Linked DNA regions of Mus musculus: all the other regions are linked to region 4. A link is a contact called in public HiChIP or PLAC-seq and promoter capture Hi-C data. All regions are on one chromosome and are shown on one strand. The core of a region is the stretch at or near the end of the contact, and the rest is flanking DNA. Distances in the headings are between cores, read along the strand shown. Region 1 holds the start of Zkscan16 (zinc finger with KRAB and SCAN domains 16). Region 2 holds the start of Ptgr1 (prostaglandin reductase 1). Region 3 overlaps Shoc1 (shortage in chiasmata 1). Region 4 holds the start of Susd1 (sushi domain containing 1).

What was found. Promoter capture Hi-C pulls out the DNA fragments that hold promoters and counts their contacts. HiChIP or PLAC-seq counts read pairs in DNA pulled down with a chosen protein or histone mark.
Region 1: an H3K4me3 HiChIP or PLAC-seq map of pro-B cells shows a contact between it and region 4, with 2.1 times the contacts expected there. The contact joins the promoter of Zkscan16 here to the promoter of Susd1 in region 4. A contact is called at or near these places in 3 of 39 promoter capture datasets (liver and pre-B cells), 2 of 115 datasets of contacts at active chromatin or transcription factors (microglia and pro-B cells) and 1 of 9 other capture datasets (liver).
Region 2: a contact with region 4 is called in a promoter capture Hi-C map of embryonic stem cells, with 8 read pairs. The contact joins the promoter of Ptgr1 here to the promoter of Susd1 in region 4. A contact is called at or near these places in 7 of 39 promoter capture datasets (the C10 cell line, embryonic stem cells, hematopoietic stem and progenitor cells and 3 more) and 1 of 9 other capture datasets (liver).
Region 3: a contact with region 4 is called in an H3K4me3 HiChIP or PLAC-seq map of bone marrow-derived macrophages, with 5 times the contacts expected there. The contact joins the enhancer-like site here to the promoter of Susd1 in region 4. A contact is called at or near these places in 5 of 39 promoter capture datasets (hippocampal neurons, liver, maxillary cranial neural crest and 1 more), 1 of 484 Hi-C or Micro-C datasets (B cells), 2 of 115 datasets of contacts at active chromatin or transcription factors (bone marrow-derived macrophages and large pre-B cells) and 3 of 9 other capture datasets (adipose tissue, liver and macrophages).

The regions. Positions count from the first base shown.
Region 1 is chr4:58,942,139-58,945,095 of GRCm38.p6, reverse strand. Zkscan16 (zinc finger with KRAB and SCAN domains 16) reads right to left here and starts at 1,468. Exons shown (of 6, transcript NM_001099323.3): 1 at 1,438-1,468.
Region 2 is chr4:58,985,805-58,988,504 of GRCm38.p6, reverse strand. Ptgr1 (prostaglandin reductase 1) reads left to right here and starts at 1,427. Exons shown (of 10, transcript NM_025968.3): 1 at 1,427-1,467.
Region 3 is chr4:59,094,969-59,097,917 of GRCm38.p6, reverse strand. All of the region lies in intron 5 of Shoc1 (shortage in chiasmata 1), which reads left to right. Among named protein-coding and RNA genes, the nearest start is that of Gm35527, 22 kb to the left of the region's middle. Within about 2 kb of position 1,342, at least 8 of the 459 cell types and tissues checked have an H3K27ac peak or open chromatin away from gene starts, as enhancers often do. A contact at or near this core is called in bone marrow-derived macrophages, where this site is marked.
Region 4 is chr4:59,437,342-59,440,246 of GRCm38.p6, reverse strand. Susd1 (sushi domain containing 1) reads left to right here and starts at 1,614. Exons shown (of 17, transcript NM_001163288.2): 1 at 1,614-2,041. The coding sequence starts at 1,924.

The DNA of each region.
Region 1 (2,957 bases), core at 219-2,718, 500 kb after region 4:
CCCTGCCTGGAAGCCCTTAACAGGGTCCACCAAGACCAAGTTCAAAGCAGAGGGCACAAAGAATAATCTTAAGATTTGCCTGGATACCTCATAGATCGACACTGCAGCCATACAGAAACCACACACAAAAAACCACACACAGAAATACCACACACAAACTCTCTCTGTCTTTTACACCAGCGAGATTCCCGCCCCCTCATCACTTGGAATGATGCCTTCCTACTCCTAACAATCCTTTGCTCATTCTTCCCAACAGGGCTCCTGGGTCTCAGGGGTGAAGAGCATTGCGGCTTTAGCAGAGGAACCCATAATCAATTCTATTCCTGTCACCTATATAGCAGCCCACAACCATCTGTAACTCCAGTTTCAGGGAATCCAACACTCTCTTTTCTGACAATCGCACAGTGCAGATATACATGCAGGCAAAACACTCATAAACACAAAATAAAACCAGGGCTGGATACTGCTCAGTGATAGAACACTTGCCTAGCATGTGGTTTCAACCCTCATTAACCCCCACCCCCACCCCCACCCCACCAGCGGTTGGGGGAACCTCACAGGAACCATATCAAAAACAAAAGCTCCGACTCTTCTCTGTTGACAGGCCACCACCATCGAGTGAAATTCCTTTTGATCTCTAAATGATCTTTTGCACACAGCCTAGCCTGTGCTGCTTGCATTCATTCATACCATAAATGACTGGGATCTATAAAGATGGGAATGGGCACTGTGGGGACAGGCCTGTAGAGATCACTTACATCTCAGAAATAGGACCCGAGATGTACCACTATTTGGCAGGATATACTAGCCTCTTATTGCAATTAACATAGCATTAACCATCCACCTCAGGACCCGACACCCAGCACGCGAGATGTCATTTATTTCTTTGCTAACCATCAGGCGCCCACCATGTCACCTGGCACCCCTTTGGGTACCTGGGACTCCGCAGTGACTGAGACATGCGCAGCTGCTTCAACAGAGGCTCTGTGAAAATGTGACGCAGGTACTGGTTCCCAACGCGTAGGAGAAAGTCAGCGGCAATTTACCCCACAGGTGTCAGCTGGCAAAGCCTGGAGACCTCCAGCTTATTAGGAACGCGGAGGAAGGACGATCCAGGTTTCTGATTGATACAGCCAGAGACGCTGTTCAACATCTAATAAAAGGATCAAACGCATACACATACATTCACGCGAGCAGACACACCAAAGAATTATATGGCTCAAAATACCAATGGTGGCGAAGTTTTCAAGACTTGAGCACAGGGTGGTATGGAAGGACGGGAAGGCGCGGTGCTGCTGAAGTGCACGCCCCCGCAGCTGCAGCTGCAGCGCAGCGCGCCTGGTGCGAGGGACGCTCTGGGTCCCAATCCGCCCAAGGCGTGCGCTCGGAGCCCACAACCCGCGCAGCCCCGAACCGAACGGCGGAAAGCACCAATACCTGCACCAGCATCCGCAGCCAGCTGCACCGCAATAAGCGTTCAGAACCTTGTCCCGCAGCAGCTGCGCGCGCAAGACTTCGGGACCCACTGCGCCTGCGCAAAGGCTAGGAACTACGATTCCCGGGGTCCGCTGGCCTGGATTTCAGAAACTCCAGTGCTTTCCATAGGCTATTATCTGGCCTGTTGCGCATGGTCACAGAAAAGCGTCTGGGGGGCTCAGCTGCTAAATTATTGCTGCGCCAGAGGCTTAGAGGCCTAGAACACACTTAGGTTTTTAGATCTAAGCAGTCCGGCATCCACAGTAACCTTAAATCTTCCTCAGCTTCTCCCAGCACCACTGTTCATTAGAATGCAAAGTTGCAAAAAATCCACTGAGGAAACATTAGGGATGCCTTTAATGTAAACCATAAGTAACACAGCAAAAACACTATACAAATGTCATCCTCTGGCTTCCACACCTGCCACCATGGTCCAAGGGCAAGCACCCTACACAAAGCTTTGCCTGCACTGTTGCAATAGCTTCTTCGTTTCCCCCCTTGTCCATCACTTATACCATGTCTAGGCAGATTATGTCCCTCCCAAGGAAGGACTGCTCAAAACGCTAGTATCTTAGTTACTTGCTCTTTTACTGTGATAAAATACCCTGACAAAGGCAACCAAGGAGGAAAGGGATTTATTTCAGCTCGCAGCTCAAGGTACGGTCCTCATGGCAGGGAAGTCAAGGCGTCAGGAGCCTGAGGCAGCTGGTCACGTGGCATCCACAACCATGAAGCAATGAGCTGTGGATGCATGCTGGTGCTCATGTCCCTTTCTCTACTTATACAATCTAGGATTTCCTGCCCGGGAAATGGTGCCACCCACAGCAGGCAATCAAGATAATCCCACATAGGCATGCCCATAGGCATGTCTACCAAGTGATTCTAGAGGTGGTTTAACTGATAATGGAAGATAGAGCCGTGGCATCCCAGTATCCCAGAGATGATAGTAGTACTGGAATGTGGAGACATACAGCAGCCATTGATGGGCAGGAGCAAGTTAACACAAGTGAGGCAGATCACATTTAGTAAAGATGACCACATCAGCATCTATATCTACTCTAGAAGATTGTCCTACAAGTATACTGCTGATGTAACTCCTTTGAGAGCAGTTTCTAGATTTTTGAAATTAGGGTGACGGCTCTTAGCTCATAAAGTCCAGAAATGGGCCGAGGGTGCTGTTTAATGGTACTGCAGCTGCCAAAGAGCATGAAGTTTGCTTCTGCGTTTGCTTCAGATGGAGGGTGGGGTGTTCATTTGAATGTTTAAAAGCAGGATCCATCCATCATACAACCCAAGTTTTTTTGTTTTGTTTTGTTTGTTTTTATTATTTTTAAAAGATTTTATTTATTTATTTTCTTACTTATTATATATATATATATATATATATATATATATATATATATATGATGAGTGCACTGTAGCTGTCTTCAGACACACCAGAAGAGGGCATTGGATCCCATTGCAGATGGTTGTGAACCACC
Region 2 (2,700 bases), core at 178-2,677, 450 kb after region 4:
CTATTTGGAAGATGTCTGTGACATTAAATCAGACTTCCCTCACCCCTTCCAAAAAACCTCGAGGCTGGGGACACAGCTCAGTGGCAGAGTACAGACTGGACATCTGTGAGGCCTGGGGTTCAACCAAATGAACACATAAGTAAACAAAGAAATAGAAGGACTCCAATTTGGTTAAAAACCAGAAAAGTCCTTTCTATGTATTCCTGAATGACCAGAGCAAAGGAATGAAAAGCAGTCAGTGACAGTAAAAACCGTGGATTCAAAGAAGACGAAAAGAAGACGGAGACTAAAGAAGGGGTGATGGCGACTAAAGAGTTAAAACATTTTTGCACTATGGCATGGCTTAGGAAGTTAGCCTGAGTCTTGGTGACCCATCAATGAACAAGTCGCTGAGATCTGGCACCCATTCTCCCACAGGCTGGTCCTAAGGTGAGACACAAAGATGGAAAATAAGAGGGACAGGAAGGGAGAGAAGCTGATCGCTCAAAAACCTGGGTAGGTTCCCTATGGGGATCAGAAACTCCAAGATAAAAGGTCAAGGTCGCCTAAGGAGAAGGTGGTGGTGGTGGGGGGGGGGGGGGTTCTGAGCCCATCACCTCAAGCAAGATTGTTCAACGAATGTTTGTGACTTAAGAGTTTTTTTGTTTTTTTGTTTTTGTTTTTTTTTTTTAATGAACTGGGTGCTCTCTCTGCCGTGAGCCTGAGCAACGGTCCTCAGGAAGCCTCCCTAACGTTTCCTTTACAGAAGGGCGGTCTTTAGGACAGAGTAAACCAGCTTGCACCCCACCCCCTTCCATAGTTAAGCTTAGGTGCAAATTATATTCTTTGAGCGCTGTGACTTAGGCATTGCCCGGGAGCATAGATTTCTAAATGTTCTGCTTACATCCTTACATCGAAAGCAAGTGTTTTCCCTCACCATTAATAAACTAGCTGTCTTTGGGACTTAACCTGAACGGGATTCTTGATCTGGGGACACCAGGCTGCTGGAAGCAAGCAATGCAGACTCCATCTCCCCACTGCCACAACTACATTTTATTTCACCTTATTCTTTACGAAATATATTTTTAGATGCCATGACTGCACACCTTCTTTGTTAAGGTTTCAGAGAACCTAGCACCGGCCTCACGACAGGAAGTAGTCAGCAGCAGCAGCTGGCTTAACTAATGCTGGCCAGAGGTGGTAGGATTTTTCCTGAATTAACTGTGTAGTAGTTTCTTGTTTTCTTTGCTTCTGATGCAAACATAAATTGTGAACTTAAGCAAAAAAGAAAAAAAATATTTAAACACACACACACACCCCTCCCAATGTCCCTTCCCTGCTGTGTGTGGGCAGAAGCTCCAAAGCTTCCAGAAGTTGCCCCTCCCTGGAGAAGCCCCGCCCTCACCGACCGCCCAGTATAAGTCAAGTCCTGGGCGCTTTGCGAAGCATTCAGAGCGGTCTCCCGGGAAGGAGTTTCTGTGAGCTTGTGTAAGTAGACTCTACACTACTCTATTTGAGCCCTCTCTTTTCTCTCTTCCCTCCTCCAACCCCTTCTTTCTCCCCGCCGAGCATCTAGAGCCTGGTTGAGCAAGTGAGCACGGCAGGCACCCCCAATCCACCCCACCGGTACTCGGCGACTCCTGGGTTCTGCACTTAGGAAGTTAGGGAGGCCGGGGTCGTCTCGCGGTCCTGCACGCCCTTGAAGAGATTGAGACCCGCACTAGGAATAGGGCAAAGTCTGGCTGCCTGTTCCGTTGTGGGTGCATGGAGCGCGACTGCCAGCACCCAGGAAGGCCTGGGCAACAGAGTTTGCAGGATTGCCAAACTGATTCAAAAGAGAAGACAGGGGTGGGGATTTGCGCATGCGCAGTGAAAGCTACACTTGCAAGTCAGGCCATGTACGGAGAGGACCCTTTGCAAGGGGGACCTACTAGACCTGTGGCGACTTCAGAAGGACCAGGCGCTGCCTTTTTGGAAAAAGAGACGGAATTATGTATTCTTAAAACACAAGGGAAACCCGCCTGTGAAATAGATGTCTCCGCGTGTGAAAGTGCTTATCACACAAGTCCCATGACTTGAGTTCGATCCCTGAAACCACGGGTGGAAGGCGGGAACCCACTCCTGAAGTCGCTTTAGGCTCTCGGTGACACGCAAGCGCCCTCACCCACACACCTGCATCATGTACACACGAACTAGTAATAACAGTAAACTAGATTAAACCTGAGCGAGCATGCCTGTTATATCTTGGCATGTAGAAGCAAGAGGATGGAAGGTTCCAAGATAGCTTCTGCTATAGTGAGTTCAAGGCCAGCCTTGGCTACACAGACGGGCGCTGTAATCAGAAAAACAAGTTGAGCTGGGCAGTGGTGGCACATCCTTTAGTCCCAGCACTTGGGAGGCAGAGGCAGGCGGATTTCTGAGTTCGAGGCCAGCTTGGTCTACAGAGTGAATTCCAGGACAGCCAAGGCTATACAGAAAAACTCTGTCTCAGAAAAACTAAACCAAACCAAAACAAAAATCTAAGAAAAAGAAAAACAAGTTGAACTCATGAATATGGGGTGAAATGATAGTTATTAGAGGCTGAAAAGGGCTAAAAGTATTTGTGAAAGGGTACAGAAACATGAGTGTGGCTCTTTAAACAATAATGATATATAATAATAATAATAATAGTTCAAACCAAGCAGATTATTTCTCATGAAAATAGAAGCTAAAGAAGGCGAT
Region 3 (2,949 bases), core at 93-2,592, 340 kb after region 4:
GAGGTTAATCTTGGAGATATAAATATTTCACTGATTTTGTTCTTAGCTTTAGCACTGCTGGCATAGTGTAAAAATAACTTATTCGTGCCAGCCTTGTTGTCACTGGGTACACATAAACCAGTGTGATGAGGAAAATGTATGTTTTACATCCTTAAAAGCTATTAGTGTGTATTGGCTATTTATATATTTTCTTTTGTAAAGTGATTTTATTTTCTACTGGCATCTAAAAATATGTAAACACACCAATAATTCCAAATGCATTTAACTTTATTCTGATTAGTTCTGCTGATGTTTTCCTTTATTGATTCTAGCACTGAATTTGTGCTTAGAAAAATGTTCTTTTTTTTTTTTATGGTTTCTTTTGTTTTTAATTACAAAATGTTCTTTTATTATATAACTTTTCCATTGTTTAAGGATTTGTTTGTTTTGAGACAGGGTCTCTCTATGTAGCCATTACTGATCTAGAACTCACTTTGTAGAGCAGGCTGACTTTAAACTCACAGAAATCTACCTGACTCCTGGGTATTGGGATTTTTAAGTGTGTGCCATGGCACCCTACTAATTTTTAAATATATTATGTAATTGTATTTCAGGTTTTTTTATGTTTAGGACTAGGGACATTTTTTAATGTTTAAGCACTTTGGTATTTGTTCCAGTATCATTTAGCTAAGAGTCCTTCCCACTATTAGAGATGATGCTTCTATTAAATGCTAAGTTCTGACCCACTCCAGTTGAATTCTGGGTTGTCTACGGTTTTGTCTATTGTGTTAATGTCACCTAATCAGCTCTTATATACCTGTGACATATGCCATCTGTCTCTTGGTTTTTCCCCTGACTTCTTCGTGTATTTGTCGAGATTTAGTTTGTAGTCATTTTCCCCAAAAGTTCTAAATAACAACTGTTCGGAAATCAGTGTTAGATCCTTGAAAAATGTTCTGGTTAGTTTTCCTGGCTAGGGGACGAGGAATGTCTTGCCTTTTATTTAATATTTAATATGGGTTGTTGTTGTTGTTTAAGATACTCACCGGTTTCCACTAAGAAATGATTACTGTTGTATACACACATGTTAAGGAACTCACCCTGTTTTTGTCTGCTTAACTTGGGTTTCTTAGGTGGGCAGGAGTGACTCTAGTAAAGTTTCCTGTTACCAAGCCTCTTTTTTCTGCTTCTTTCATAACTAGCCACCTTGCATTTCCTGCTTATCATTTGTCTACAATAGAGTAATACACTGTGAGCACACATGCTTGCTGTAGAGTAAGAACTCCATGTGATACACTACCACTGTACTTGTGTAAGGAAGCCACCATTCCCATGAAAACAGCCTTTGTCTAACAGCATTGGTTGTGGAGATTTGCTGACCTCTAGTGGCTGCATCAAAAATGGTGGTTTAATTGAAGGGACTGAAAGGGTATAGGGATGCCAAGTGACATAAAATGTCCCCTTGCAGCACATATATCTAAATGTGGCTTTATTTGGGGTGACAAGCTCAGAGCTTGTGAGTAACAAGGAAATGGAATATAAACCAATGCCGTTTCACTCTTTTTTAATATTTAAATATTTTTATTACGTATTTTCCTCAATTATATTTCCAATGCTACCCCAAAAGTCCCCCATACCCTCCCCCCCCCACTCCCCTACCCACCCATTCCCACTTTTTGGCCCCAGGGGGAAAATTCCTGAATAGAACAGCAATGGCTTGTGCTGTAAGATCAAGAATTGACAAATGGGACCTCATGAAACTGCAAAGCTTCTGTAAGGCAAAAGACACCGTCAATAAGACAAAAAGGCCACCAACAGATTGGGAAAGGATCTTTACCTATCCTAAATCAGATAGGGGACTAATATCCAATATATATAAAGAACTCAAGAAGGTGGACTCCAGAAAATCAAATAACCCCATTAAAAAATGGGGCTCAGAGCTAAACAAAGAATTCTCACCTGAGGAATACCGAATGGCTGAGAAGCACCTGAAAAAATGCTCAGCATCCTTAATCATCAGAGAAATGCAAATCAAAACAACCCTGAGATTCCATCTCACACCAGTCAGAATGGCTAAGATCAAAAATTCAGGTGACAGCAGATGCTGGCGAGGATGTGGAGAAAGAGGAACACTCCTCCATTGTTGGTGGGATTGCAGGCTTGTACAACCACTCTGGAAATCATTCTGGCCGTTCCTCAAAAAATTGGACATAGTACTCCCGGAGGATCCCGCAATACCTCTTCTGGGTATATATCCAGAAGACGTTCCAACTGGTAAGAAGGACACATGCTCCACTATGTTCAGAGCAGCCTTATTTATAATAGCCAGAAGCTGGAAAGAACCCAGATGCCCTCAACAGAGGAATGGATACAAAAAATGTGGTACATTTACGCAATGGAGTACTACTCAGCTATTAAAAGGAATGAATTTATGAAATTCCTAGGCAAATGGTTGGACCTGGAGGGCATCATCCTGAGTGAGGTAACACAATCACAAAAGAACTCAAATGATATGTACTCACTGATAAGTGGATATTAGCCTAGAAACTTAGTATACCCGAGATATAAGATACAATTTGTCGTTTCACTCTTAACATGACTTCGTTGGTTTTGCAGAATGGGTGGATGGCACCAATAAACCACCCTTAATTTTCTCAAATAAGCCCTGAGATTGACAGGAACTGAAATGACTTGATGGTCACCTAAGAGGCTGGTTTATTTCAAAAGTTCTTTGACACATGTATTTGGCACAGGCAAGGGATGCTTCCAGCTGCTTGTCTTCTGTCAGATATTGATGAGGCACATGCATATCACTCAGGCCATGAGAGACATCACTGCCTGAAAACTACATACTGTTCCCTCCTGAATCTGAGAGACTTGTCCATTCTCCACACTCAAGGAGGCTTTCATGATGGAGATGCTGGCTTTCTGAGTGCTTCTTTCTCTAAGCATACATTTTCCTTCCTTTCT
Region 4 (2,905 bases), core at 365-2,864:
AAGAAGAGGGTTGCAACAGTTGCAAAATGCTGGGGTTTGCTGGTGGTTAAAGTCCAGAGGAACAAGCCTCCAGCCTGAATGCCTAGTCATGTCTCTGGCTTGTAAAGCATGAAGCAATAGGCCCCTAGTTATCACCGTCCCTTAGTCCAGCCCACAGGCTCTCTAGACCTATGACCTAGAGGGCACCAAAGCCAGAAAAGCCTCTCTGCTTGTCTCAGAGTTTTTTGTTTGTTATTTTGAGACAGGCTCTCCCTACGTAGTTCTGGCTATCCTGGAACTTGTAGTGTAGATCAAGGTGCTTGGAACTCACATCCTTCTGCTTCTGCCTCCTGACTGCTGGGCTTAAAGGCATGCACTGCCATTGTGGTCTCAGGATTTCTTTCTATTCAGGTAAAGGACCCCAGACAGACAGACAGACAGACAGCTCTGATTGATAATATTGTCATCGGGGTTATTTAAGTTAACGTATACTCTTATAAAGCCACAAACAAACCTAGTCAGTAGGACATTCATAAAAGTACACTTTTGAATTGAATAATCCACGGAAAGTGGGTTAGATAGCATTTACTCCCATGCATGCTGAAAGAGACACCCAGTAATTTTCCTTCCCATGTCCAAGTCTTGGATAGTTGTTTTTTCATGCATCATGTTTTTTTTTAAAGTATATATACATATTTATTTTGCAGAAGGGCATGAGAAGTAGAGATAAAGGTTGTTTTAAAAATGTCTTGAACAGTGGATTTGTGCAATGACCTGTGAGGGTTCCTGGAGACTGGTTTTGCCCAAACACCTAGAGACATGTTCACACTTTCATGGTGCTCTACTACTTCCCAAAGCAGGCTTCTTTCTTTGTTGGACAGAAATAATCTTCAAGAAAACTTGTTACAAGAGACTAGGAAGTTTATTTTAACGGTTTCTTCCTAAGGCAGCCCAAGTTCAGCCCTTATATGGGTGTATTTGCCTGCCTTAGAGGTAGGGCTAGTTCACCGGTGAGAAAGCAAATGAGGGTACCTGCTGAAGTGGGGAGTGCCCCCTGCACTTGGGCGGGCCCCACAGACAAAACTGATCTTCCTTCCTCAGCCTCCCTCAACCCCAATTCCTAACTCACGTTAACCCTCTGCTCCCCAGTCTCCCACCACAGTCCACCCAAAGCATAGATCTAAGCGACATTCACAGTTTCTCCTTGATCTAATATTGTCCTTTCTCTAATATTGCACTAATCTTAAGACGTGGTGGACTCTGTCCCTGAACACTCCATTTCTGATTCTCTCCAAAATTCAGAGGATCACCTGCCCCTTCCCGGATCCCCTCACGCCCTGATGCTGACCCTACTCTCAGAGCAGAGTTCTTTAACTCTGCCATATATTTCTCTAACCTTTTGTCCCCACCTTAAAACGGTCCCTCGGTTTCTAGAATACACGGTTGTCCTGTCTTCCATGTCTTTCTCACCACGTGTCTCTCCCCGTTCGATTCCTAACGTGCCAAGGAGGGCGTCGTCCAGCAAGTAGCTGGAACTTTTGTTTTGTCACCTGTTCCAGCATGTGCACCCCGGGTGAACTGGCCCATGACTAGTTTCCTCTCCTTTCTTTCCCTCCGCGCGGGCGGCCACCACCTCCCAACTCTCTGACCCGTCCAGTCAGAGACCCTTTCCTGTGGCTACTGCACTTCTCTGGTCTCCACAAGTCACACTTGCACTGCGATGTTTCCCCCCTAGCACAGTCCGCTTTCTCCCCGTGGCTCAGCTCGCGCGCAGCCGGTGCACCAGGCGCACCTAGATCCGGGGACCTGGGACCCTGCTCCCCGCCGGGACCGGCGCAACCCGGCGCCGGAAGCCTCTGCGCCGCCCCTTCCTCGCGCCTCTGGCCTTATCTCCTTGCACAGGGGCCTCCGGGGAGTGGCGGGCGCCGGGAGGGAGCCAGCGGCATGGGCCGGGGTCCCCGGGGCACGCGCCGCTCTCCAGGATGCGGGTTGCAGCGGCTGCTGCGGCTCGTGCTGCTGCTCAGCCTAGCCCGCGGCGTCAGCGGAGAGCCTGGCACGGAAGGTGAGTGCAGGGTACTCGGCGCGCAGGACGCTTCGCGCTCCGGATCTGGAGGCGCAGAGTCGGGGCGTGGAAGGATCATGGAGGCGGAGCGGCGAGAAGCACGCCAGACTGCCCGCCCCGGGGACTGTGGGGTGTGTAGTGGAGGCGGCCCTGCTCCAACTCGCGTCTCCCGGAGTGGGTGGGGGTGGGGTGGGGACTGGACTCGGGTGGGGGTTTGGGGGACCGGTGCGCCGCGTGGAGGATGTGGGAGGGCGAGCCGCTGGTTCTACAGCTTCCAGTCTCCCTGGCTTTTGCAGGACAAATTCCTGACCTGTAGTGGCTCTCCCACCACCACCTGTCCCTTTCCTTATTTTTCACTTCCACGAAGAACTAAATGTTAAGAATGTAAAGAAGAATAAGGAAGTTTATAGGAAGAGTTTATCCTTTAGTTCATTCATCCATTCGTTTATTTAGTCTGTTTATCCATGCATTTGTGTATCCATCCATCCATCCATCCATCCATCCATCCATCCATCCATCCATCCATCCGTAGAAAGTCCTTTAATATCTTCCCTGGGTCAGATGTAACCGTGCAATGTTGGCGTTCTAGTGGTTCATAGTCCCAAGGAGAGAGGCAGGCAAATAGTCTGTGTTTTAGACAAATTGGGACCAGTGAGCGTGGTGGGATTTACCTGACACGGAGGATTCAAACAGGAAAATGAGGCGAAGTCTGCCCACATAATAGCAGAACGTGTCAAGTGCTCTGAGAAGGTGTACTGGTCAGAGGAGAGGACAACTGTGTTTTACTGGGCAGCCATTATGCATGAGACAAGCTGAGCGGTTCCTTGGATTTCGGAAAAGGGGAGGGGTGCCCCATTCCATAGT